Regions from separate parts of the Mus musculus genome. Here region 2 is linked to region 1. The links are chromatin contacts, called in public HiChIP or PLAC-seq maps. All regions are on one chromosome and are shown on one strand. Each heading gives the region's core, a stretch centred on a gene start, on an enhancer-like site or on the middle of the called end of the contact. The rest is flanking DNA. Distances are from core to core; before and after follow the strand shown. Region 1 overlaps Ppp2r5c (protein phosphatase 2, regulatory subunit B', gamma). Region 2 overlaps Dync1h1 (dynein cytoplasmic 1 heavy chain 1).

Region 1 (6,154 bases), core at 1,032-3,531:
GAGTAGCAGCTGGCTCGGCAGACTATTTATTAGTCAAGTGTCACGGCTTAAGGAATTCCCAAACTGCAAGTATTTGGCAAAAGGATTCTGGCCCAAGAAAAACAAACAAAGCCTGCTGGAGGACTTTCATTCTAAGGCCTCGATTTGTTAAAAATATTTGAGGATGGTGATTAGCACATCATAAAAATAAAGAGGCGCGCAGAAAGAAGACATTATGAGCTTGATGTCACAACTGCTGGTGTTAGTTTTTCTGACAGAGGCTGGAAAACACCGGTGTTTGCTCTATTTAAAGAAAAGAGTTTGACAGTACATGCAAGAGGATAGCAGAATATTTTCAAGTGGTAAGACATTTCTTTTGGATGTGGGTATTAGAGGTGTAAGTAAGCACACGTGTGTGTGTATGTGTGTGTGTCTGTGCAATACATGTATGTACACACATCCATACAAGTATGTGTGCACAGGGTATGGATGTATGTACATGTATACCCAGTATGTGTATGTACACATGTGTTGTAAGCATGTGTGCATGTATGCATGTGTATACATGTATGTGTATATGTGTACACATATGTGGGGTGTGTGTGTGTGTGTGTGTGTGTGTGCATATGCACACGTGTGCTTGTGTGTACCTGTACCAAGGCCAGCTGAGATGTCAGGTGTACTCCTATATTGTTCTCTGCTTTATTCCTTCAGCACAGAGTCTCTCTTTGAACCTAGACCTTGCTGGTTTTCATCTAGGTAGACAGCCAGATGCCCAGAGATTCTGTCACATCACTAGCCACTCCCAACTCTGACCCTAGAGGCTGGTCTTACAGGCAGGTACAGCCACACCCAGAATTTTACATGGATGTTGGAGGCCTGAACTTGGGTCCCCAAACTTGTGTTTCCTGCACTACAACCTACCAAGCTATCTCCCAAGCCCACAAGGAAAATTAAAAAAAAAAATTAACTACAACATCCAGAAATGAAAAAGACAACCATGTGAAATTAAAAGGTAAACAGATGGGCTGCGGAGGAGACACACCAGGAGAGTCTCAGTGAGACAACAGGGAACAGGTATTCAAAAAACCAGGGTGATTCTGTGCCTGCTACTGAGAATTAGGGGTACATGAGATGGGTTTCTCTGTATAGCCCTGGCTGTCCTAGAACTCACTTTGTAAACCAGGCTGGCCTTGAACTCAGAAATCCGCCTGCCTCCCAAGTGCTGGGATTACAGGCATGCGCTACCACAGCCCGGCCTTGTATTTAGTTTTTATAATACTGATGAGTGAATTGTATGATAAAATAAGAGGACTCACATCCAAACACACAAAAGAAACTATATTTCAATAAGAAAGTCAAGTTAAAGACATCTAGAGCTGCTGGGCGTGGATGGGCACGGGCATGCCCACACCTTTGATCCCAGCACTTGGGAGGCAGAGGCAGACAGCTAGCTCTCTCAAAATTTGAGGTCAGCCTGGTATACATTAGCAATACACCTGGTACATTTAGATACATGCAGGTAAACACTCATACACACAAAATAAAAATAAATACATCTTAAAAAATGAAAATGAGCCGGGCGTGGTGGCGCACGCCTTTAACCCCAGCACTTGGGAGGCAGAGGCAGGTGGATTTCTGAGTTCAAGGCCAGCCTGGTCTACAGAGTGAGTTCCAGGACAGCCAGAGCTATACAGAGAAACCCTGTCTCGAAAACCCAAAAAAAAAGAAAAAAAGAAAGAAAGAAAACGGAGGAAGCAAGAGACTGGGCTCAGATGTTAAGATCTCTGGCTTCTCTTCCAGAGGTCCTGAGTTCAGTTCCCAGCAACCACATGGTGGCTCACAACCATCTGTAATGCAATCTGATGGCATTCAGGTGTCCATGCAGACAGCTTTCATATAAATGAATGAATCAAGAAAGAAAGAGACAAACAAACAGAGAAAGAGGACAAAATCTATGAGTCATAACAGAGAGGCAAGAATGATTTGACACGTGTAACCAATAAACTTATCACATTAACAGAATGATAGACAGAAAGGCTGTATGACCATCGTGACATCAGACACAGGAAGAACCCATGGTACTCTGTGATGGTGCATGTCTGTAATGCCAGCCCTCAGGAGGCAGAGGCAGGTAGGGCTCTGTGAGTCTGAGGCCAGCCTGGTCAACATACTTTTAATTTCTACTTTAGTGGGTTCTGAGAAGGCCAGGCTGATTCTTTGATAGGCTTCACATTGGGAGTTAAGGAGACTAGGCCCAAATCTCTGTTTCTGAGAACCGGGCAAGTCCAGGCAAGTCCCCAGAAGCTGCCCCGCCCATCATCTGGCCTGAGGCAAGGACAATGGGTCAGCAGCAGCTTCCAGACCTTCCACAGCAGGTTCCCAGCCCTTACACCCAGGTAAAGGAATCTGCATAGAGATGGACCCAACAGATTAACACAGAGGTCACCTACCCAGAAATTCCCTAACGTGCTTTAAATCAGGCCTGTGAGCTCACCTGTGTGTCTCTCTATTCGGGTAATGGGAGACCCCAGCATGCTGGACTTGTGCAGAATAAAACACTCGTTGTGTTTACATAGTTTGAGTCCAGGGTATCATTCTTCAGAGAATGATAGACCCTTACAGGTTCCAGTACAAAAAAAAAAAAAAAAAGGAAGGGAAAACAGAGAGACAGAGGGAAGAAAGGACAGGCACAGAGGGACACATTTCACAACAAAGGCTGTGTGTACTGAGTGGGAAGAGCTGAAAGCATTCCTTGAGGTCAGGAGCAACAGGAGGACGCCATCCTCACACTCTTACTCAAAGCATGCTATAGTCCTAGACAGAACGATCCAACACGAGAGGGAAATCAAGGGCAACCAAACTGAAGCTATGGCAGATAGCATGGCCTTACCATATAGAGGGCTTTTATGTTTGCTTTGTTGTTTTCGAGACAGGGTTTCTCTGTGTAGCCCTGGCTGTCATAGAGCTCATTCTGTAGACCAGACTGGTCTTGAACTCACAGAGATCCACCTTCCTGATTCCCTGAGTGCTGGATCTTAAGGTATGTGTCACCACCCTCAGCTGATAGCCTTAACTTTAAAACAAGGTCATTTCTATTTTTATGTGTATGGCTATTTGGTCTGTTTGTACATCGGTGCACCAGATGTGGGCCTGGCTCCTGGAGAAGCCAGAATTATGGGACTGGATCACGTTGTGGTTTGAATGAAAATGCCCCCCACACCCACCCCACCCCCACCTCACCCCTGTAGGCTCATAGGGAGTGGTGGTATTTGAAAGGATTAGCAGGGGTGGCCTTGTCGGTGGAAGTGTGTCACTGGGGGTGGGCTCCTGGGTTTCATTTCTCTCTTCCTGCCTGTGGATCTGGATGTAGAACCTTGACTCCGTCTCCAGCGCTGTGTCTGCTTATGTGTAGCCATGTTCTCTGCCCAGTGATAATGCACTAAGACTCTGAAACTATAAAGCAGCCCTAACTAAACGTTTTCCTTTCTAAGAGTGTCTATGGTGTCTCTTCATAGCAATAGATCAATGACTAAGGCCGGTCCCCTGCAACCAGGGTGAGCTGCCACGTGAGGGCTGGGGCTTGAATCTGGGTCCTCTGGAAGAGCAGCCAGTGCTCTTAATCACTGAGCCATCTCTCCAGTCCCTATATAAGAAAGTTTAAGGGTTTCGTTAATAAATAAATACCTACCAAAACTGATAAAAGAAAAAAATGATGTAAGAATTTTGTAATGCTGCCAAGAACAAAAATCAACATTAAAAAAAAAAAATGAGTGTAAGTTAGACCTAGCACTGCAAACCACAATCCCAGGTTTAGGAGGCTAAGGTAGGATGCTAACAAATTCAGAGCCTGTTTGGACTAGAGGGTAAGTTTAAGAATAGTCTGGCCAAATTAGTGAGTTTATGTTGCAAAATAATAAAGTCAAAAGAAGGCTGGTGGTATAGCTCAGTGGTTGAGCACTTTCCTAGGGCGAATAAGGTCCTCGGGTCAATCAGTGGTACAGTAAGAAGAAAAAGGACAGCCAGGGTAAGCTGGGCACCATGGTGTGCGCCTGCAGACCCGGCTAGGCTGGGCACCGTGGTGACCCAGCTACTTGCAGGCATCACTTGGGCTCACAAGTTCAAACCTGGAGAACATACCAAGATTATTTCAAAAGACAAAAGCAAACTCAAAGAAAAATTCTAGGATCATTAGTATGTATAGACAACAAATTTGCAGAAAAATAAAGGACACATTCCCACCCATAATGAACATAAACAATAACGGGCTCAGGAATACACTTAAGGAGGAGAGTGATGCGTCTCTGGAAAGGGAATTACAAAGCACTGACGGGACAGATGGAAGGGGACACACCAAGATGGAAGAATATGACCCCATGTCCATGGGTTGACTGAAGGAACATTATATAAACGCCTATACTACCTAAGGTAACCTGACCAATTCAATATAACTTCTATCAAAATACTAAATGCCATTCTTCACAAAACTAGAAATAAAAACAAGCACCAGGGTCTGTGTGGTCCCCAGACTAACCTTGTGGTGCCGGGAATCGATGGCGGGCCTTCTGGATTCTGGACGAAACCTGCTCTCAGACCCACCCCAGCAACTGTGAGCAAAAGGAACAAAAAACTCGAAGAATCAAAGAACTCGACCTCAAATATAGTCTACAAAGCTGTGGCACCGGCGTAAAACTGATACAGACTAATGAAACTGAATTGAAAACCAATAAATCAATCCACGGACAGTCACCTGAAATATATGCCACGGAGAAGAGCAGTCTGCTAAATGGTGCCAGCAAAACTGGACAGCCACATGTAGAAGTGTGACACCAGACTTCTGTTCTCCTCAACATATAAAGATTAACTTGAAATGGATCAAATATTTAAATCTAGGTTGTGAAACCAGGAAACTAGTAGAAGAAAATGCAGGGTAGACATGATTCTCTCTAATGACTCCCTAGGAGCAGAACTAATCAAAGAAGAAACACACAAATGGAGTCACAGTGGCTTAGTTAAGGTTTTACTGCTATGAACTGACACCATGACCAAAGCAACTCTTATAAGGACAACTTTTTTTTTCTTGGTTTTCCAAGACAGGGTTTCTCTGTGTAGCTCTGGCTGTCCTGGAACTCACTCTGTAGACCAGGTTGGCCTTGAACTCAAGAGATCCGCCTGCCTCTGCCTCCCAAGTGCTGGGATTAAAGACTTGCACCACCACTGCCAGGCTAAGGACAGCATTTAATTGGGGCCGGCTTACAGGTCCAGAGGATCAGTCCATCATCATCAAGGCAGGAGCATGGCAGCATCCAGGCAGGCATGGTGCAGGAGGAGCTGAGAGTTCTACGTCTCCATCTGAAGGATGCTAGCAGAATACTCACTTCCAAGCAGCTGGGATGAGGGTCTTAAAGCCCACACCCACAGTGATACACCTACTCCATCAGGGCCACGCCATCTAATAGTGCCACTCCTTGGGCCGAGCACATACAAACCGTCACACATAGCAAAGTAAGAAGTACACAGACAACATGGTAGCTAGAACACTGCAAAAGCAAGTGCTCCGATGGGACAGAGTCCAGACACAGGTGCAACTCAGCCCCGAACATCGTGAGGGACCTGACCTTCAGACAAGTAAATGACCCAAATCTAGGGGATATGAGTCAAACCACAGGGAGGTGCCATTCTTCCATGACCTGCGGTTCAAGGACAAACCCCAGCAAATTTTCACAAGATGTGAAAGATGGTTGGGAATATAAATTAGCACAGTCATTGTGGGGTTCCTTCAGCAAACTGGGACAGAACCACCATCTGACCCAGCAAGGTCCACTCTGTGATGTACCCACAGGAGCTATGCACATGCCTGTGTTTACTGCAACACTGTTTCAACAGGCAAGGCAGGATATCAACTGTGGTATCCACTGAAAAAAGAATGGACACAGGCAATGTGGCGCCCAATTACTGGTCTCTGTTAGTGACCCATAAAATGATAAAGTCATTTGTGAAAACACAGGGTAACTGAAGGATGCTATGTTAAGTAAACGGAGCCGAGGATCACAAAGGCTTGCGTGTTCTGAGGCCAACAGCACGGTGCCCAAACAGCTGGCCCTACAGAGCACAGTGGAAAACTAACAGTCAGGAGAGGATGGAGATGGTAAGGAGGAAGCCGGGTTGGAAGGGT
Region 2 (6,153 bases), core at 3,350-5,849, 170 kb before region 1:
CAGTTTTTGCTAGATCACTCGTCCAGGATGTCAAAGGCCCTGGGCTCCGTCCCAGAGATTGATAACACGCATAAATTCTATTCATAAAGATCAGAGGACAAAGACAGCCTTTCCCTCCAACAAAGCACCATGCCACAAAGTGAAATTAAATCCAACCTTCTCGCTTTTCATTGAAACAAGCATCCAGGGTGAGGTGTGGCACACCCCCTTGGTTCCAGGCCGTGGGAGGAAGAGTTCAGTGTCACCCTTTGCTAAGTAATGAGTTCCAAGTCAGCCTGGGATCCATGAGACACATGGTGGCATGGTGGTGCACACATTTGATACCAGGCAGATCTCTGAGTTAGAGGCCAGCCTGCTCTATAGAGTGAGAACCAGGAGAGCCAAGGCTACATAGTGAAACCCTGTCTTGAAAAAAAAAGCCAGGCATACACATTTAATCACAACACTCAGAAGGCATTAACTTGTGTCTGTCTGTCTGTCTCTCTCTCTCTCTTTCTGTGCGTACAGGAGGAGAGATCTATCAGAGGGCCACTTGAATGAGTTGGTTCTCTCCTTTGATAGGTAGGGTTCTGGGGTCAAAGGCTTGGTGGCAAGTACCAGCTGAATCATTTCATTACCACACCAAAGTGATCTTTAAATGTCCAAAGAACATCAAATGACGGGCCTGAAATCCTCCTGCCTCAACCTAGGCAGCTGAGGTGACAAGCCTACCACCAGACCTACTGGATCCCAGTTGTTCAGCAAGAGTTTCCTCCCCTGCAAAAGAAAGTAGTTCTGAAGAGCAGAGCCATCACGTACCTGTGACATGGTATAGAACTCCACCATGGCGGCAGTGAGGGGTTCTGCATAGGTACGGAGCGAGGGAATGAGCCTCAGCATGGCGCGGTTAAAAGTGCCATAGATTTGCGTCAGGGAGGCTGGTCCTGGGTAATCCACATATACAACAGGCACGTGGCGCAAGAACCTGCATGGGGGGGGGGGGCGACGACACACGGACAGCAGAGCTTAGCACCTCACCATGGACTCAGCCACCATCACCCCAAATCCACCCACCAGGACTATGTCAAAGCTAACCCGGACACACTGCTGGGGTGGGTTCATAGGAAATATACAACACTGGAATAACCAAGCAAAGAATTCAGGCTTATTCGAGCCCCACGCTGGCCTTGCAGACTCGTGTGACTAGTTCATTACTCCCATCAAGTCACTGTCGCCCCTTCCCGCTCCTTTTTTCCTTTCTTTTCCTTGTTTTTTTTTTTTGGTGGTATCATAGGGACTGAACGCAGCACCCCCACCCCCACCCCCGCTGCATGCCAGGCACTGGAGCCACCTTTGGCTTAGTGCTTTGCTTTTTTTGAACATCTTGAGATGGTTTTACTCTGAGCTCAGATGACCCAGCCTCTGAAGTCTGGGATTATAGCACATTACCACCTTGCCCAACTGTTAGTTATTTTATTTAACCTATCTTCTTGGTTACAGTACAGGACAACTAGTCCAGGAGGAATCATTTCATATGCAATGTTTCTACTAATTAGTGGAGACACATATACATGAACATACACGTGTGTGTGTGTTCCCCCCCCCTATGCTTCTGGAAGTCAGAGGACAACTTTCTCCCCTTTGAGTCCTGGGGGTTGAACTCAGGTTGTCAGGTTTGCAGGAACCTCTTTTACTCACCCACACACCTGGCCAGTGTGATATGCATGTGCACACATGTGGCACAGTGGGCAGAAGTCCATGGAGTTGCTTACCTGTGTGAGAGGGGCTTTCTCCCAGGGTCAGTGGGTGGATTGCAAGCCCCAACAAACTGGATTCTCTCTAGCTTTACCCACGTTTGGTCTGAGGTACGATAGAAGCCTCCATGCTCCACCATCTGAAGGAGAAGATTGTGTAAAGTTAGCAAGCTGTGGATGAGCGCTGCAGTGGGGAGGAGCAGCCCTGGCACACACCTGTCTGATGAAGGAGATGACTCTCTGTGTGCCGTATTTATCCATATCGGGCAAGTTGATTTCATCACAGAACAAGACCAGCCACTTTCCAAGCTGAACAGGAGCCAAGACAACACCGTTAGGTGTACGCCTGTATTCGCAGTAGTGGTCAAACGTCTTCAGCAACAGCTCTGGTGTAGTGGCACTTGAGAAGTTTAGGCCCACAACCTTTGGTAAGTAAACACAAAATAGCTTCAATGTTCAAGCCCACACTTCACCCCAAAGCTCTTGTTTATGCCATCTGCCGCTCTTACCTCCATGTCAGGCAAGGCCCGGAGAGCACTGAAGAGTGTCATGGTCTTGCCAGACCCAGGAGGGCCACATAAGACCAGGGGTTTGTGTTCAGCCAGCCAAGTGTACAGGAGAGCTTCATGGCGGACTGTATCTAAGGTTGGCACGACGACATCTGGGGCTGCCACCTTGTGTGTCTCCACTTCAATCTGAGGCACCTTGGCCTGCCACGGCGACCACTCTCCACTGATGGACACCTACATACAGACAAGGATAAGTCACTCCGTGGCTTCCGTGCCTCCTGTCTTCCAGGACTACCTAGTTTGATCAGTTTAAATCTCCAAAGTACAGGCAGGACAAGCTCATCCACATTTCCTGCTGTCTGGTGAAGCCAGACACTACAAGATAAGGCCAAGTTCCGGACAGGCTGCTGCTCTAGGACAAATCAGGCTGTGTCCCACCACCTTACCTCATAGTCAATGATGGGGACGTTGGGCGCAGTGGGCAGCGGCACAGTGGTGATCCTCCGGATGTACTCGCCCAGCTCTGCTCTCATCTTCAGCCGGCTGTCTCCAGATAAGGACCAGAGGATGGCGTAAACCAGATAGCGCTATGGATAAGTGAAATTCAATTTTGATGAAATCTGAACCAAATGGAAGACTGACGGCAGGGTTAGGTCTGACCCTCCGTGGACAGTGGGTCCCCTCTGTGACTCTCAGCCCCTGCCTCCCCACGAAAGCTTGACCTTTATCCAGGAGACAACATACAAAGTTGCCAGGCCCAGCCCTGACCTGAATGTAGCGCTCCAGCTGCTCAATCTGCATGGGGAAATCAGGATGGTTGGCATTGTACTGCGCCACGTTGCGGCAGGCCTGGTGCAGCATGGAGAAGAGCGAGCCCAGGCAGCGCAGGCGCGTCAGGTCCATGATGTGCTCCAGCTTGAAGGCGTGCTCCAGCGCCTTGGTGACCAGGCCGTTGGACGTGAAGTACGGCTGCATGATCGTTGCTGCATCTCTTTGAATCTAAGAGGAAGAACAAAAACGCACATGGGGCTGGAGAGGTGGTTCAGTGGTTAAAAGCACAGACTGCTCTGCCAGAGGTCCTGAGTTCAATTCCCAGCAACCACATGGTGGCTCACAACCATCTGTGATGGGATCCGATGCCCTCTTCTGGTGTGTCTGAAGTCAGCAACAGTGTATTTTCATATACACTGAAATTAATACATAAATCTTATGGTGAGGGGGTTTCCATCTACGCTAACCTGTAACTGTGGGAGGGTCATGCGACCTTGAAATAAACAAACTTCGGGTAACAATAGAACAGCCAAGCCTCATTCCTCACTTCTTCACCCTAATGGCTCCTCAGGGATACTACAGTTCACCTGAGCATAGACAAGGGCATCAGTCATGACTTACAAAGAAGTAAGTAAAGGAAACTGCACTTTACATTTTAAAATTATCATGTATGGTGTGTGTGTGTGTGTGTGTGTGTGTGTGAGAGAGAGAAAGAGAGAGAGAGAGAGAGAACAAGAATGCATGCCATAATCCTCAGAGGACAATTTGAGGAATCTAGAGTTCAAACTGAGATCAACAGGGGTGGAGGCAAGTGTCTTTACCACCGAGTCACGTGACTTTCTCACCTTTAAGTTTTCTAATAACTAGCTAGCTTTTGCAAGCTGCTCCAGCGAGTCTCCTCAGGAGCTGTGTAAGAAAGCTGGCTGTTTGCTCTCTCTCTAACCCCACGCTCCTGGACCCAAGCCTGTGGCCCCCAGGATGGGCAGCCTTCACACCTGCAGCATTGGAGAAGCGGCCTCTTCGCCCTCGTCTTCTTTGCCTTTTCGCCTACGCTGTGCCTCGTCCTCCCCTTCATCCAGGGGAATGCTGCGCAGCCTGGCCAGGAAGTTATTGAAGATCATGTCTGTGCTCAGGACGTCCTCACTGAACCACACCATGCCACAGCGAGACACCGTGGCCAGCGTCGCGTATTTCAAGTCCTGCACTTCAAACATTATTCGCACCTTGGAGGAAGAATTAGGCAAACTAAAGCATGAATAGGTTTTGGGTTTTTTTTTTTTTTCACTTAAAAAACAAAAAACAAAAACAGAATACAACTCATACGGCTACAATATAGGTAAGAATGTGGGTAGGAAACTATGCCCTGTTGGCATGGGGCCCAGCTACCTCATGAGGTGCTGTCATAGCAAGCCTCAGTGGGCAGGTTCTCCTATAAATACTGCTCCCATGTTCCACACACCTGAACTCACCCACCTGAACTCCAGCCCATTCTATCTCCACTTACATCCAGAGTTAGGCCACCTGCCCAGATCTCTCACCTGGTCAACAGTGGGGCTAAGATTCTAAGCAGAAGGTCAAAATCCCTACCCTAACCTCAGAGTCACCTATACTAACAAAAACCAAGCTATCAGACCAGAGTCACAATCTACAGGACAGTCAGTCCCCAAAGGGACCTGATAACATCATGGGGGTGGGGGTGGGGGTTGTAAGAAGTTCACACTTTAAGACAATGCTAAACTGGGTTTGGTGGCACACGCCTTTAATCCCAGCACTCAGGGAGGCAGAGGTATGGGGGATTTCTTAGTTCGAGGCCAGCCTGGTCTACAAAGTAAGTTCCAGGACAGCCAGAGCTACACAGAGAAACCCTGTCTCGAAACAAACAAACAAACAAAAAAGACAATGCTGACACAAACATCCAAAGGCCACAGGCCCCACATGTCTCTCACACTGCCTTCTCTTCATACCCTCCTCCCCCAGCCAACCCTACAGACGCCACTGAACTGCCAGCCACTCAGCAGCTCATCTGCAAGGACAACCCTAAGCCTCCTGGAAGTGCACAGTTGGAACTTTGGACACACTGAGCTCTGTGTACACCAGGTGTCCGACACACACGCCTTTTTTGAAGTTCTACTTACAAATCAGGCACAGTAACTGATTAACAAACTATAAAAGTTATCTAAAACTTGTAAGCTGCTTAACTCTGGAATTCTCTACTTAGTATTTCCCGGCTGTAGATGACATGGCTAACTGAAGTCTTGAACTGTGGAACGGGGGACACAGCTAAGGAGCACAGACGGGTGGGTACTCACATTGGGAGGCAGGCTAAGGCGCTCTCCATTAGGCAGCGTCAGGAGCTTGTTGTCATCCAGCACGGAGTTCAGGTTCTCCACCCACTCGGGGTCCACATCGCCATCAAAGACAATCCACTGGCGTTTCTGCAGCTCACCTCTCACATTGTCTATGATCCTAGTTTACAAAAAAATTTCAAAGGCTTACTCAAGTCAGCTTTGAAATGCCCCCCCTCCGGATGGATCCTGTTATTTGTGTGAACAGAGTGACTGCATGCGCTTGGATCCTACAGTCCCGGAAATGCAAACATCAAACAGGGCAAACATACTTTCTCAGCACGTGTGTGAAGAGTCCGTCTGTCCACTCCCTGGTGTTGGGATCCAAGGTTCCGTAGAGGTGGTCTTTGCTGATGGCCTTGGGGTCAATTATGTGGGCCACGCCCTCCACACCCTCAAGCCTCTCTAGAGCCTTCAGCAGCACTCGCCAGGCCATGCTCTTCCCACTTCCTGAAGGCCCAACCATCATCAGGCCGTGGTTAATCTGCGTGATCTGATAGAGCTGGAGAACCTGCAGGGCCAGAGGTCAGCACTGAGACCGTTAGGTAAGAGACACGCAGGCTCTGTGGCGCTTCTGGTGACGCTGAGCAAGAAATGGAATGTCTTAATCCCTAAAGCCAGGAACGGCAAGAATCTGCGGGAACCACATCTCAAAGGCATCCTACACAGGGAGGCAGCGGGGCTAGCGGGATAGACGGCTTCTATGCTCTCTGTATACGGAAACATCCGAAGATTCTCCAAGGATGAGAAAAGAGCAAATGCAAAGGACTATTTCATATAGAGTTCTCAGGTCAA

Evidence for each region. HiChIP or PLAC-seq counts read pairs in DNA pulled down with a chosen protein or histone mark.
Region 2: an H3K27ac HiChIP or PLAC-seq map of extraembryonic endoderm stem cells shows a contact between it and region 1. The contact joins two enhancer-like sites. A contact is called at or near these places in 5 of 115 datasets of contacts at active chromatin or transcription factors (differentiating embryonic stem cells, double positive thymocytes, embryonic stem cells and 2 more) and 3 of 9 other capture datasets (adipose tissue, liver and pancreatic islet).

The regions. Positions count from the first base shown.
Region 1 is chr12:110,468,583-110,474,736 of GRCm38.p6, reverse strand. The region is part of intron 3 of Ppp2r5c (protein phosphatase 2, regulatory subunit B', gamma); the gene reads right to left. Gm19605 (predicted gene, 19605) reads left to right here. Exons shown (of 6, transcript NR_168658.1): 5 at 1-341. Among named protein-coding and RNA genes, the nearest start is that of Gm19605, 14 kb to the left of the region's middle. Within about 2 kb of position 2,281, at least 36 of the 459 cell types and tissues checked have an H3K27ac peak or open chromatin away from gene starts, as enhancers often do. A contact at or near this core is called in extraembryonic endoderm stem cells, where this site is marked.
Region 2 is chr12:110,636,822-110,642,974 of GRCm38.p6, reverse strand. It overlaps Dync1h1 (dynein cytoplasmic 1 heavy chain 1), which reads right to left. Exons shown (of 77, transcript NM_030238.2): 33 at 5,631-5,869; 34 at 5,323-5,479; 35 at 4,009-4,236; 36 at 3,011-3,241; 37 at 2,689-2,829; 38 at 2,243-2,476; 39 at 1,950-2,156; 40 at 1,752-1,873; 41 at 799-964. Among named protein-coding and RNA genes, the nearest start is that of Gm35558, 31 kb to the right of the region's middle. Within about 2 kb of position 4,599, at least 4 of the 459 cell types and tissues checked have an H3K27ac peak or open chromatin away from gene starts, as enhancers often do. A contact at or near this core is called in extraembryonic endoderm stem cells, where this site is marked.